3 separate regions of the Zea mays genome follow, and all the other regions are linked to region 1. A link is a contact called in public Hi-C data. All regions are on one chromosome and are shown on one strand. Each heading gives the region's core, a stretch centred on a gene start, on an enhancer-like site or on the middle of the called end of the contact. The rest is flanking DNA. Distances are from core to core; before and after follow the strand shown.

Region 1 (4,468 bases), core at 948-3,447:
AAATATACCTAGGTATGATCTTCTGCGTGTTCCTGACGGAGTCGATGCGGCTATGGAGCTCACGGAGGGAAAACCGCACCACGAGGCCCATGCGTGGGGCGGAGCACCGCCGGGTGGAGGAGGCGCTGCTGGCGAGCGCCGATGAGGACCAGGCGGTGGAGAGGTGGGAACACGACATGACTACTGGCCCCCGGCGACGAGGGAAACAGAAGCGACAAGGAGCGGGCGGAACGAGATGCCACCACAAGTAGCTCCTTGCCGCCACCTCCAACTTTGACATGCTCAACGGCGCCTCTCGCAACCGCGTGTACTGCCTCGCCATCGGTGCCATGGTCACGGACCCACATCCCATGTCCTCGACATCGGGTGAGTTGTGTCCCATGCAAAGTTTGCTGAAAATTACCGTATGTACTCCTGTAGCCACTTTGTGAAAGGACTGGAATTCTTGATATTTATATCGCCAATATAGTATTAGTGTTACGGTGATATTTTGCCACGGATTTTGCATATCATATTGATGTTTGTCATTCCGTATTTATGTTTTGTACTAATTTATAACTTTTGTGGCAAACAAAAAAGATAAACTGTGTACCTTTATTTCCACAAACCAGTAATGGATTCAGATTCATGGTTGCGCTCGTCGGCAATCTCCAAGATGCACGTAAACAACATGGAACAAACGGGAAGTGGATTACACTCCATGACTTAAGCATGCACAATTATACAGATATAACAAATTACTATGTGGATTCAACGAAGCTGTCAAATCCTGTCACTACTGTGTACCTTTATAATGCCCGGATTCAGCTGTCGAAGTGGATTTCAACGAACAATGGTTGTAATCAAGAAAACTGTTGTAGATCATTTCATTCGGGACATAAAAGATTTAGTGTGTGCTACTGCTTTGAGTTTCAATGAAGAGACAGAAGAAGTACAAAGGATGCGGGGGATGTTGTGGCGTACCTGGAGAGCGCAGGCAAGGATGCGAGGGATGTTGTGGCTTCCACGCATGACTTTTTATTCGGACCGATGATGCCGTGGAGGGAAACTTGTCGCCCGGAGATCTCCTCCAAGAGTGTCGGGGCGAGGACCGAGATCCGGGGCACAGTGAACGCGTTCGTTGATGCTGGGCGGGGGCGACGATCCGGGGCAAGAGTGTCGGGGCACAAAGGAGGCGATCTCCTTCCATGGAGAGTGTGGGCGAGGACCGAGATCTCGGGGGCTGCTTGGAAGCCGACCTACCCAGGCGTCCTCGCCACGCTCCGGAGATCTCCTCCAAGAGTGTTGGGGCGACGCAGCGGATGAGTCCGCTGATGCTGGGCAGGGGCGACGATCCGGGAGGGACGACAGCGATTTGGGGCCGATCCCCTTCCATGGAGAGCGGATTTGGGGCCACGCCAGCGTGGATTTCCTTCCAACAAGATCGTGGGTTTCCTTCTAGGGAGAGCGTGGGCGAGGGCCGAGGTTACCACGACGATTTGGGTCTGGGCGTGAGCTCTGGCAGCGGCGCATCGCCGTCGAGGTACTGGACGATCTGGCGCATGGTCGGGCGCGCGAGGGTATGGCGGCTGGGGCTATGGGGCCAGGTGAGCGTGGGTTGGGGAAGAAATGCAGAGGAGTAGGGAGGGAAAGGCGACGGGGGAAGAAGGGAACGCGACGGTCATCGCGACGACGGGGCTGGATCGCTCGGGGGCGGAGGCGAGGGCACCATGGCACGGGGTGCGGGCATCACGCTGGGGGTAGGGAGAGGGGGCGCGGCCATCGCGGCGTCGGGGAGGAGCGACAATCGTGGCTGCGCGCTTGGGGACTGGGGAGGATAGCGGAGGTGAGAGATGGCAGAACCGTGCACCACACAACGATGTAGACGCCTACACTACGGTCTTAAGAGATAGTAGAGATTCATTAATACTATGCTATAATAACCATTTGCTAATTATATATTTCCTTTATTCTTTTTACTCTTTTTTATCTGTCACGATTTAGTTTAAATATGAACTAGCGGACGGCAAATATTAAATATCTGGAAATGGAGGTCGTATTAATTAGGTTTAATAATTTCTTCTCGTTGTTTAGTCTTCATCTATATTATTAGTTTTATAACTAAACTATATTTAATATCTATTTAATATCTGTAATTGACATTCAAAATTTTTATATGATCCATACTATAAACTTTTAGTTAGGGACCAAACACACACTTTAAACAATACAAAAAAAACCCCAAAGTCGGCTCTCTCGAGTCTGCTCGAATCTTGATCCACCACAACACGCGGTTCCCCGAGTCGAAGGCTCGAAGCAGCAGAGCCAGCAGCGAGCCGCCGCCCGCCGCCGATGGCGTCCCCATCGCCGGCTTCCGCGCGGCCGCAGCGCTCTCCTGACGAGGTGGAGGACATCATCCTCCGCAAGATCCTCCTCGTCTCCCTGACGCCCCCGGCCAACCCCAGCCCAGCCGTCGCCTACCTCGAGCTCACCGCCGCCGAGCTCCTCTCTGAGTCGCGCCCTCTCCTCGCCCTGCGCGATGCCGCCGAGCGCCTCCTCATCGACCGCCTCTCGCTCCCGGACCCGCCCGCCGGGTCCCCGACCCCTTTCGCCTACCTCGTCTCCGCTTTCCGCCGCGCCGCCGACGAGGCGCGTAAGATCTCCACCATCCGCGACGCCGCTCTCCGGGCGCGCCTCGCAGCCTCCATAGCGCACCTCCGGGCCCTCATCCTCTCCTACGCGCGCATCGTCGCCGGGAATCCCGACACCTTCCCCACCCCGCCCGGCGCGCAACACCCCGCCTCCGACCTCCTCGTATTCCTCCTCGCTGAGGCAGCCGACCCGCTCGACCCCACCCCGGCCCCCGGGGCGCCGCCGCCGCCGGGCTTCATTGATGAGTTCTTAGGCAGCGCGGACTATGACTCCATCGAGCCGGCCATGGGGGAGCTATACGAGCTCCTTAGGCAGAGTGTCGATAAGGTTTCGGCCCTCGGTGACTTTCAGCGCCCATTGCGGTTGCTCAGGCGGCTTGTGGGGATCCCCAATTGTGCCAAGGCCCTGGTTAACCATCCTAAGTGGATACCAAAGAATCAGATCATGCTCATTGGGGAAGGGAGGGTCATGGAGCTATACAGTGTACTCGGGGCCTTCTTCCATGTAAGCGCCATCCGAGACCGAGAGTTCGCTAGCAAGCCTGATGTGGGGTGAGTACTATTTATCTTGTTGGTTCTTGTTGATCAAACTTCACAGCTCCCATATGTGTTCGTTTATGTGTGCAGAATTGCATCTTGGATACTGTGCCCAGGTGTTGCTGGTGTTTTTTTTCTGGCTATGACTAATTTAACAACCCATAAATAAATTATATTTAGAGATTTATAGGATACAGAAGTTTGGTCAACCACCTTTTCTTACTGCTAATAGGATGCAGAAGTTTCAAATTTTTAATATTGCTTTTGTGGAAACTGGAAAGATTTAAATTCTGAATTTTCATGTACACTTCTAAACGATCTGTTTATAGTGCATTGCTTCAGTTAAGCCGTGAACTGTGAAGTTTCTCACCACACATTCGGTACTCGGTTCATCATACATCCGGTACTCGGTTGCTAGCTTGGGGATTAGGCTAAAAATTTCTCTTTGCTAGGTCAGGAGAGTTGGACAAGAATGTTGATCTTTCTTCCTGCTACTTAGGTATTAAGATTTAGTGTTCATTATTATTAAACTAATGGAATTTTAGATTTATATCGTGTGTATAGTTGGCCCGCTGATTTTTGGCATTCTTCATTCCCGGTCAGGATTTTGGAACAGAAATTCAATTGGAAAATATCATATAGTGTGGTTCAGCTAAGGATTGCTGTGGCCTGTGGGTCAGTTAAAAGATTAATAGTTCTTTATGTGCCAAACCTATGAGGACAATTTGAGGGATGTGGCAGACGTTGGGCATGTTTGGATACACATGGCTAATTACTAGTTGGAGCTAAGAATTTGCTCAATTTAGCTGTAGTTGGTTAGCTAATCGGCTAACAACTAGTTGAAGACTTGGCTAAAAAAATAGTCCACTTATTATCCCTCCTGTTTGGACGCACTAGAGCTAATTTGAGCTAAAAAATAGCTAGCTAACAATTAGCCCTTGGTATCTTAACATGCCCATTGTATGGCATGTAAGGAACTTCCCTACCGATTAATGTTCGATGATTGAATCTTCCAATGTTCAATGGAAATCTCCATATCCTTCTTTGGATTCATTAACATAACCTTTTTTTTCTCATAGGCTTGTGAGGCCATTTTTTTTGCTAAATACTAATTTGGATCTTCAGAATCTAGCTTTTAATTTACCATGTCTTTGGGTGTTCGATACCCTATCTTTTGACTACTGCATGACCATGTGTTCCAATCTAGGCCTACTACTTACTTTTTGTGCAAATAATCATATAGCTTTATGTTTTTCTTTCTTTGTTTATTTTTTTGGTCAGGCAACAGTGTTTCTCAGAGG
Region 2 (4,468 bases), core at 1,404-3,903, 360 kb before region 1:
TAGACAGCAGCATGGAAAAAAATATTTACATAGATGGCACCGGCGGGCTGTGCCAGCGTTAAAAGTGATACCGCAACCCTCACTGTATTTTGGGCACATTTTGCGGAGGGCCTAAGCAGTAGAGGGAAAAGTTGTTAGCTGCATAAGTTGGCCACTATTCACTAAATGTAAATAACTAAATATAACATCTGACAATCTTCAATTATCCCTGCTTCAAAGTTTATAAATCTAAGGGTGTTCCGAAAATCACCTACCTATCAATTATATGACCTTAAAACATAGTTTTGAACCACTGGTTTCAAGTCGGGCGACCAGCTAGTCGACCGACAGGACCGACCAGGCGCCTAATCGCGATTAGGGCGACGATTAGGTCGACTAATCGGTTCTGGTCGGCCTCTGGTCGTCCCTAGTCGTCCTATGTATATTCCTAGGCATATAAGCCATATAGAACTGAAATTAAATTGGAAGTTTGGAACTGAATTACTGAAATATAACAGTAGCAGGCTAGCAGCAATGCAGCATAAGTGAAACCAGTGAATGAGCTATATATAAGTGGTCGCTGCTATGAAACTAAGACATGTGCTACTGCTGGACTGATGGAAACTGGTAAGAATAAGATCATTGGTGCTGCTGGACTGGTGGGATAAACTGGTCGCTGCTATGAAGCTAAGAACTATTGAAGTAAGACAATAGAACATAGAAGTATAGAACACTAGATGAGCAGGGCCAGGGCAGACTGCAAACAAATGGGTACTGTTGCGCAGAATGCAAAACTGCAGAGTGCAGAAAAGGGGGAAGGAGGGGAGCAGGGATGACCTTCGGATGACGAGCTCATCTTGTGCCTTGTAGATGAGCAGGGGGCAGGGACGACCTTCAAGGATGAGCTGCACGCCGGCGCTGGTGGACGGTGGAGAGCCCTGGAGGCTGGAGCAGCCGCCGGCGGCAGAGGACAGAAAGTTTAGGAGAGGGGCGCAGGCACAGGGGAGGCTTTAGGGTTTAGGGGCGCCAACAGATTTATGCGGCTACTGGGCCCAAAAAATCGCGATTAGTCAGACGATTTGTAAACAGAGTTTTGAACCAAGTGACACGAACTGGAAGTTGTATAGGGCATTTTTTGTTTTATTTGATTTAGATAAATGGATGATCCTTTTAATAGCACCCATTTTCCACTTTTGAGCGGAAGGTGCCAATTTGCTCACCACACAACAGCATATATCACATGATCAGAAGAGCGTGGCAGCCCATAAAAAGTTTTCCTAGTCGAATACCAAGTTCCTGAGGCACCTACATTTTTCCGTTGGCTTATACCTGAAAGAATTTTAAAAACGCAGTGAACTAAAAAAACCATGACATAAACTATGTATACATTCAAGAGGAAGCAAAGTGGCAAACATGAGCAATAAACGTAACCAGGTTACAAAATTCTTAAGCAAAAAACTACTGAGGCTCCATTTCCATAACTGCTCCTGAATGAGATATTATAATTTTCATGTCAATTAAAGTAAGGTCCCGTTTGTTTCCTTTCATTTTGAGGAATTAGAATCTTACTAATGGAATAGGCTATTTTTTTAGAATGTGACATTCCACCACTTTCCAAAGTTATCATATAAGCCTATCTCAAATTCATGGGGTGAGAAATGGAAATTGATTCTATAGATTTACATGCTATTTTTCCGATGCACAACTTATAGCACACTCTTCTACTTGCTTCGCTACAACATAAATGTAGTATATAACTATCTCTCTCATATGATTTAGAATAATATACAAATATATTACATATATAAATATATGAACTTAATTAGTTTTGTATAAATTATAAATATTAAAATGGAATTCAATTCCAACGAAACAAACGGGGCCTAAGTGATATTGCAAGGGGAGAACAGGACTCTTCCACCGACATCAACTATGTAAGGAAGAGTAGTATCTGAGCGTAATCCCAAAAAACAATTTGAAGTCCAAAGTAGTGCACAGCATTCCAAAGTAGTGAGTACTGAGCAGGACCACGGGTAATCGAGCTTGGCCTTTCCAGTCCTGAAGCACATCTCCCAGGGCGGGTCCAAGGTAGGCACCCTCCACGCCGTACAACCCTCACGAATCCGCAACACTATTAGGATACAGTAAATAGTACGTAGTAGCAAGCATATTCCCTGCGGCTTTTTATTAAGCTACTGGTACAGTGGTACTGGTGCAGTGATGAGGGCATCTGGTGGTCCAATTCGTAAACGGAGTTGAGGGAATGCCGTGGGAGAGAAGAAGCCGGGGGAGCCCAAGAGCGTGGCAGGGCTGAGCCTCGGCGGGACAGCGAACGGGGAGGGCGACGAGGGTACGGCCGGGGAGCCTATGGCGCCGACGAGGAGCTGGGTGAAGGAGCCGTGGAAGGCCGGGGAGGGCGCGTCGGGGAAGAGCGCGGCGGCGAGGGTGAGCGGGCCGGGGCTTGTCTCGGCGGCGCCGGCGGCGAAGAGGGACTCGATGACGGAGCGCGGGGGCAGGGCGAGCGTAGGCCGCGGCGGGCGGCTCACCCCGTCTCCAGCGTGGGGCGTCGACGGGGCCGGGGCGGAGGCCTCGCGGGCCGCCATGCGGAGGGAAGTAGGGGAAGAAACGGAGAGGGAGAGGCAGCGAGGCGCTGTGGCCTGTGGCTTTGTGAAGCGCTTCGTCCCGACTCCCGAGCGGGCGTGGGCAGGCAGGGGACCACACGTATCGGCCGGCTCTGCAGTGGTCGGCGTTAATGCTATCCGCACTCATACTACTCTAAGGGGTGTTTGGTTACACCCCGCTAAAATTTAGCCTCTGTCTCATCGAATGTTTGAACCTCCGTTTCGGATATTAAATGTAGTCGGATTATAAAACTAATTTGTCAGCCGAAGATTAAAAGACGAGACGAATCTAGTCCAGTTGGTTGGGTCTATATTTCATACTCTTATTTAAAAGTCAAACGCTTGATGTGACTCAGGTTAAACTTTAGCAGGAGCAACCAAACACCCCCTAAATTTCTACTCTAAAAGGAATATTCTATCCCCGTCAGCAGTCATATTTACTCTATACCACAATCCTCTGCAGTCATGTTTACTCTATATCTCAACTCTATACCAACTATCACATATTATATTATTTTTTTATTTCTCTTTCATTCCACCCAACTACCCAAGCAGTGCATAGGGTTTATGTCGTACTACTCTGCATATGCCGTTCCAGCACTACTACTGGGAAATAACGTAGCTCAAAAGGTAGGCCACTGCAGCAGGTAGAGTAAACCCTATCTCTGTAGCGTAGCGTGCCGAGTCCTTCAGTGCGGACAGCCTAATTCGCATATCCAACTATGTGGGTGTTTGGTTAGAGGGACTAAAGATTAGTCTCTAGTTTTTAGTCTCATTTAGTCCCTTTTTTGTCAAACACTAGGACTAAAATATGGACTAAAATGATTTAGTCTTTAGTCCTTGACATAGATGCTAAAAGAGACTAAAAGCCCACATGAGTGTATTCTAAGGGCATTAATGAGTATTTGGACAATGTATTTAATGACTATAATCTATTTAGTCCATAGAACCAAACAAGTAGGGACTAAAGTTTAGTCCTAGGACTAATCTTTGGTCCTAAGACTAATTGAAACCAAACATGGCCTATATATATTTTATTCATCCATAACTATCCTCTCTAATTAAAATATATATTTTAATATTTCTATTGTTCCGTGACAATGTGGCATGCACACGGAGTGCGGAAAGTTTTTCAGAATTAGTTGTAATCGTTTTTTTTTCGGATCAAATAAAACTGCGGAACAGTCAACGCAGCGTAAGGCCCCCTTTGTTTTGGCTCCTTAAGCAGCTCCTTCATTGGCTTCTCCTAATTTTCAACCAAACGAGATGCTTCTTAAAAGGCTTCTCCTCAAAAAGAGGAGGGAGCTGGGAGTGAAGCACGGAGCCACAAAAACGTAACTTCTTCGGCTCCTCTAACCTATTGTGACCCCACATTTAACTGTTAACCAATAAATAAAAAGAAGTTATATAGAGAGCTGTTTTGCCAAACATTTTGGAGAAGCAACCACTGCCGGAGCTAGTGAAGCCAATTCCTGGAGCCACAATCGGAGCCAACACAGGTGGAGCCCAACCAAAGAGGGCCTAAGTGTGGCCCCAGTCCGTGAATCTCGTTGCATCCTCTTAAGCTTCTTGTCACAAGGTGCATTTGGGCAACGTTCAATGCAGCACAGCTTATTAGCGGACGCGTGTGCATGCAACGTCCGCTATTTGTTGCTTTACAATTTATTTTTGGACGTACAGTTGGCAACGGATAAAATAACCACGGATACAAGGTTTTGCCCATGTACGTGTCTGCATCCTACACCCTCTATGGACAAAATATCATGTCTGTATCTTCTATCCGCGGGTAGAGGATATCCACGGGCATGCCCGTTTACCCGCCACATTTACACGCACAACAAACCTTAAAGACATCAATAACAAAAGTC
Region 3 (4,468 bases), core at 617-3,116, 300 kb before region 1:
TGCCTGGTTCGTTTCAAAAAAAAATGATAGACTAAGATCAATATTAACTTGCACCAAAAAATTAAACAAAATTGACTGATTAAGTAAAGGTTGTAATCTGGTGAGGATCTAGGAGAGGATATGTTGCCTCAAAGTCCAATGAGAGTATGAGACTGCAACTATTGACAACTGAGAACGAAGCAGGGGGCAGGCTCAAAATAGCAGCTTCCTTGACAGCGAGATAATTGGAATAATGCCCACACCAACATGCGGCTTCATTAAAATGCACAACGAGCTGTTGAACTCTCTAAAATGTCCACACCAACAGGATACCTCTCTAATCTCTATAATTCTCAAATTAAAAATATTTATTTAAAAAATTTCACCACTGGCAATGACTGTTTTACACTCCCAGCTCCTTTCCCCAGCGACCAGACCCTTCCTAGCCCTCAGCCCTAGCCACAACCTCTTCCTGGTGGCGGTCCCTTCTCATGCTCCTTCCCTATGCCCTAGCCCCAACCCCTTCCTGGTGGCGGCCCCTTCTCATGCTCCTTCCCTATGCCCTAGCCCCTTCTCGGCAGCACCCCCTTCCCCCCTGCTGACCCAAGGACATGCTTTAAGATATGAAATTGGTTCCATTCAATCAGAAATATATGCATGATAAGGAAACATGGGCATATATCTGATACCTTAAATTTTGTGTTGGGTCTGCCACTGCTTGGCAGGCCAATCACGGTGATAAGAAAGAATGTTGAGTTGGGGCAGTGCCACAGTGGTGGTTTTTCTTCCCTCAGTTTACTGAGGTAGAGCTTAGGGTTCAACCTACACCGTTGGGAAGTTAAGATAATGACCTCTGATGGGATTCAGATATGATCTCGTTGGGATGGCAAAGGAGAGAAGCTTGGACAGTTGACCTTGAGCACTACAGCCCAGGTACCGAGCTACAGGGGGATACAAACTGGGAACACTAGCAATAGGTTTAGGCTGTATTCAGGGTTAAAGTAACCAGGCTAGCTAGCCAGGTAGGATATATTAGCCCAATTTTTGTGTTATACAATGAATCTAGTTAGTCCTAAAAGATATATGTCTAGAAAGGTGGTTAGCTACTGTGTTGGCAGCGAGAAAAACATAATTCAGAATGGCCAACCCAGCTATGGTGAATTGGCTTATCATAATCCTAAACTAGAGGGGAGGCTCTTGACTGCTGGCAACAAAGTGAAATGTTCATCATTGATTGTCGTTAAAGCAAATTATCTTCTGCTCAGTTCAGCCTTCTCGTGTCCAAAATTCAATAAATAAAGCCTGGTTACTTTATCAAATCAGAGGAGGCAATGAGGCATGCACGCATGGAAGTTAAGAAGGAAATGACACAAGGATGATCATATATAATTCATAAGGTTTGCTTCCAGGTTAGGAAGCACACACATCGCCGCCCCTAAACCTAAACTGAACCGTTAATTGTGTTACCGTCTCAATCAGCAAGGAGAGAGAGACGGGTGGATGTAGGCAGAACGTGTACCAGTTTCAGCAAGCCCCACAGCGCGTCGACCCCGGACTTGGAACCGGCGACGGTGCCGCTGCTGGCCGGGGAGGCGCTCGGCCCAATATGCTCGTCTGAAGCAAAGCGGAGCAGGGGCGCAACGGCTGTAAGGGGAAGCGCTCGAATCACAGGAACGGGAGAGATCTCATCTTCGGGACTCACCAGCGGCGGCGGCGGCGGTACGGTTGGAGGGAAGGCAACTCTGCGACCGCCGTCGTCGCAGTTTGGCGCGGTGGGACGAAACGAATCGGCGGGAACAGTGGTTGCGGGGGTGTGCCGGTGTGGTCGGCAGAGATGGCAATGGGCCCGGATCCACGGGGATGAGTTTTTTTTTTCTCATGGGATTTAAACAGACAAAATTATTTCCTGAACGGATAAACGGGAATTCTCCATCCCCATCCCCGCAGCGATCCGTTAGGGCTTGTTCGGTTTAAAAGAGTTTAAGAAAGTTCCTATTTAAATTTGTATAGAAGGAGATTGAATCTCCTTCAGGCCCTGTTCGTTTGTGTCCGATTGCATTTGGAATATCGTTCCACTTAAGGCCTTGTTCGTTTACATCGGATTGCACCCGGAATCGTTCCGGCTAATCAAAGTTTATATAAATTAGAGAAGCAATCCGGTTCGGAATCGTTCCGACCCACCAATCCGACACAAACGAACAAGGCCTAAAGTCTTGTTCGTTTCTATCGGATTGCACCCGAAATAGTTCCAGCTAATCAAAGTTTATATAAATTAGAGAAGCAATCCGGTTAGAAATCGTTCCGACCCACCAATCCGACACAAACGAACAAGTCCTAAACAAAGTTTATATAAATTAGAAAAACAATCCGGTTAGGAATCGTTCCGACCCACCAATCCGACAAAAACGAACAAGGCCTCAATCCCCCTCAATCCACCCCTAATCGAACAAGTCTTTACGCTTTATTTGGGTATAGAGGGATTGAAGTGTATTGAGGTGTATTGAAGAGAATTGAAAGAAAAATTAGTTTATATTACACTTAAATACACCACATACCACCTTCATCCACTCTAATCTGATATTACCCAAACAAGCTATTAGACGTAATATTGTTTTTTTGTACTAGTTAATGATAAAAATAAATAATTATATTTTCAAGAGACCATTTATTGTTATAAATATGCTCATTTTGATGTACATATAATATTATATATATATGACAATATGTATAAGTGATAATATTTTATATTAATAACAAAGTACATATGTTCTAATTATAATTTAAGTGGAGACGGGATCTCCGTCGGAGATTTATCCCCGCAGGGAATAGGGATGGGAAAGAAATATCCTCCACGAGCGTTTGTGGGAATCCCCGCGGGAAATTTTTTTTCTTCACGAGGATGGGGATGGGGAGCTATTGTCCGACAGAAAATTCCTCGTTGCTATCTCTAGTGGTCAGTGGTCGTGTAGTGTCACACCCAGATTTAAGAGATAAACATGGGTGCGTCTCATATATGCGTCCAATAAGAACATCACATATAATGACCAAGTGTATAGAGATAGATGTCACAAAAATTATTACATTGCAGAAGTGTCTTACAAAAATAAATGATAACAATAAAGCGAACTAATAATTATTCCTTGGCGTCATAAAGCTGACTGGGAGACGTCATGTAGACTAGCTCGTACTCCTTGTAGTAGACCTCCTCCTGAGCTATCTGCTCTTCACCTGTGGGGGTCTATATATCGCAAGGGTGAGCTCACAAAAGATCATAGCTCAACAAGTTGTGGGAAATAATGTGCATGAACTCATCAAAGGTGGGAGCTCAGGTGAAGTGTAAGGCTGATCAACAGATAATGGTTAAAGCTGGGTATTGCTTTTAATAAGTTGATCAAATTTTATTAGCAGTTACTAAATGTAATTATATACCAAACCAGAGTAATAATAGATCAAAAATAAAAATAAAATCACAATGCGATGTATATGGCAAGTTAAGTTTAATTTCATAAGTTAATCATGCGAAAGTCATGAGCTGCTCATGACTGTGAGAACAACTAGTATACTAGTTTTACACTCTGCAGAGGTTGCACGTCTTTACCCACAAGTCATGCTACCCATTTGCCAAGAGGTCTAGAAGTCCTATTCATCTCTACCGAGGAGACTGGACAGGCTAGCACTACATGGCCTTTCTAAAGTTCCGTTAGTTTGAGAAAACCCGCTACGGATTCAAGACGAAGGAAGCATAGGAATTCTTTGTCCGGAAAGCTAAACAGACAGTCCGACCCGAGAACCTCCCTATACTCTGCAGTGACGCCTCCCCGCTTGCCCCTTTTAGGTAAGATAGTCTCTCCCTAGCTTTTCTAATTACTTGGCCAAGGGCATCCCATTCCACCCTTGTGGTAGCACTGTATTATCAAGTTAAGCTACATGTTCCAATTAACACCATAGTCTTATCATGAACATTAAAGAATAGAATAACAATAATAAAGTATGATCATGAAGCATATTTATCTTAACACCCAAAGTTGTGATTTTCCAAAGGTTTAGGTGTTTAATATAAAATAAATTAAGTGCATAATTTTAATCTATGTTTTGTAACAAATTAAGGTTACCAGATGATAAACAATATTAATATGAATTTAATGCAACTGGAATGAATCAATTTGGAATTACAACAAAGAAGTTATGAATTTCTTAAGTGCTTAAAATTACTTCGTACATAATATTCATTTTTCAGACCAGATTTTTATTCAAATAAGAAAGATTGGGTTGCGGCTACAAATTCTATGAACTCCAGGGTTTAAATTGCTAATTCCAGGGACCTATCCTATATGATTATCCCCTGAATCTGGATGGCGGGTTGATTTACACATTTGCCAAGGGCTCTTCTACAAGATGGGCTCGGCGAAGGGGTATCCCTGCACAGGAGCCAATGGATCCTAGATCTATGGTCAGGATTAAACTATCGTTATAATGAGTCGGTCTTCAA

What was found. Hi-C and Micro-C count contacts between places; a contact is called where the count stands out from the background.
Region 2: a contact with region 1 is called in a Hi-C map of ear, with 2.0 times the contacts expected there. The contact joins the promoter of LOC103636617 here to the promoter of LOC103636597 in region 1. A contact is called at or near these places in 6 of 25 Hi-C or Micro-C datasets (ear, leaf, root tip and 1 more).
Region 3: a contact with region 1 is called in a Hi-C map of tassel, with 2.6 times the contacts expected there. The contact joins the promoter of LOC100273888 here to the promoter of LOC103636597 in region 1. A contact is called at or near these places in 6 of 25 Hi-C or Micro-C datasets (ear, endosperm, leaf and 2 more) and 1 of 3 datasets of contacts at active chromatin or transcription factors (leaf).

What each region holds. Positions count from the first base shown.
Region 1 is chr1:75,434,029-75,438,496 of Zm-B73-REFERENCE-NAM-5.0, reverse strand. LOC103636597 (probable ubiquitin conjugation factor E4) reads left to right here and starts at 2,197. Exons shown (of 16, transcript XM_008658957.3): 1 at 2,197-3,182; 2 at 4,449-4,468. The coding sequence starts at 2,332.
Region 2 is chr1:75,794,772-75,799,239 of Zm-B73-REFERENCE-NAM-5.0, reverse strand. LOC103636617 reads right to left here and starts at 2,653. Exons shown (of 4, transcript XM_008658976.4): 1 at 2,247-2,653. The coding sequence starts at 2,582.
Region 3 is chr1:75,730,825-75,735,292 of Zm-B73-REFERENCE-NAM-5.0, reverse strand. LOC100273888 (Pentatricopeptide (PPR) repeat-containing protein-like) reads right to left here and starts at 1,866. Exons shown (of 4, transcript NM_001360483.1): 1 at 1,682-1,866; 2 at 1-3.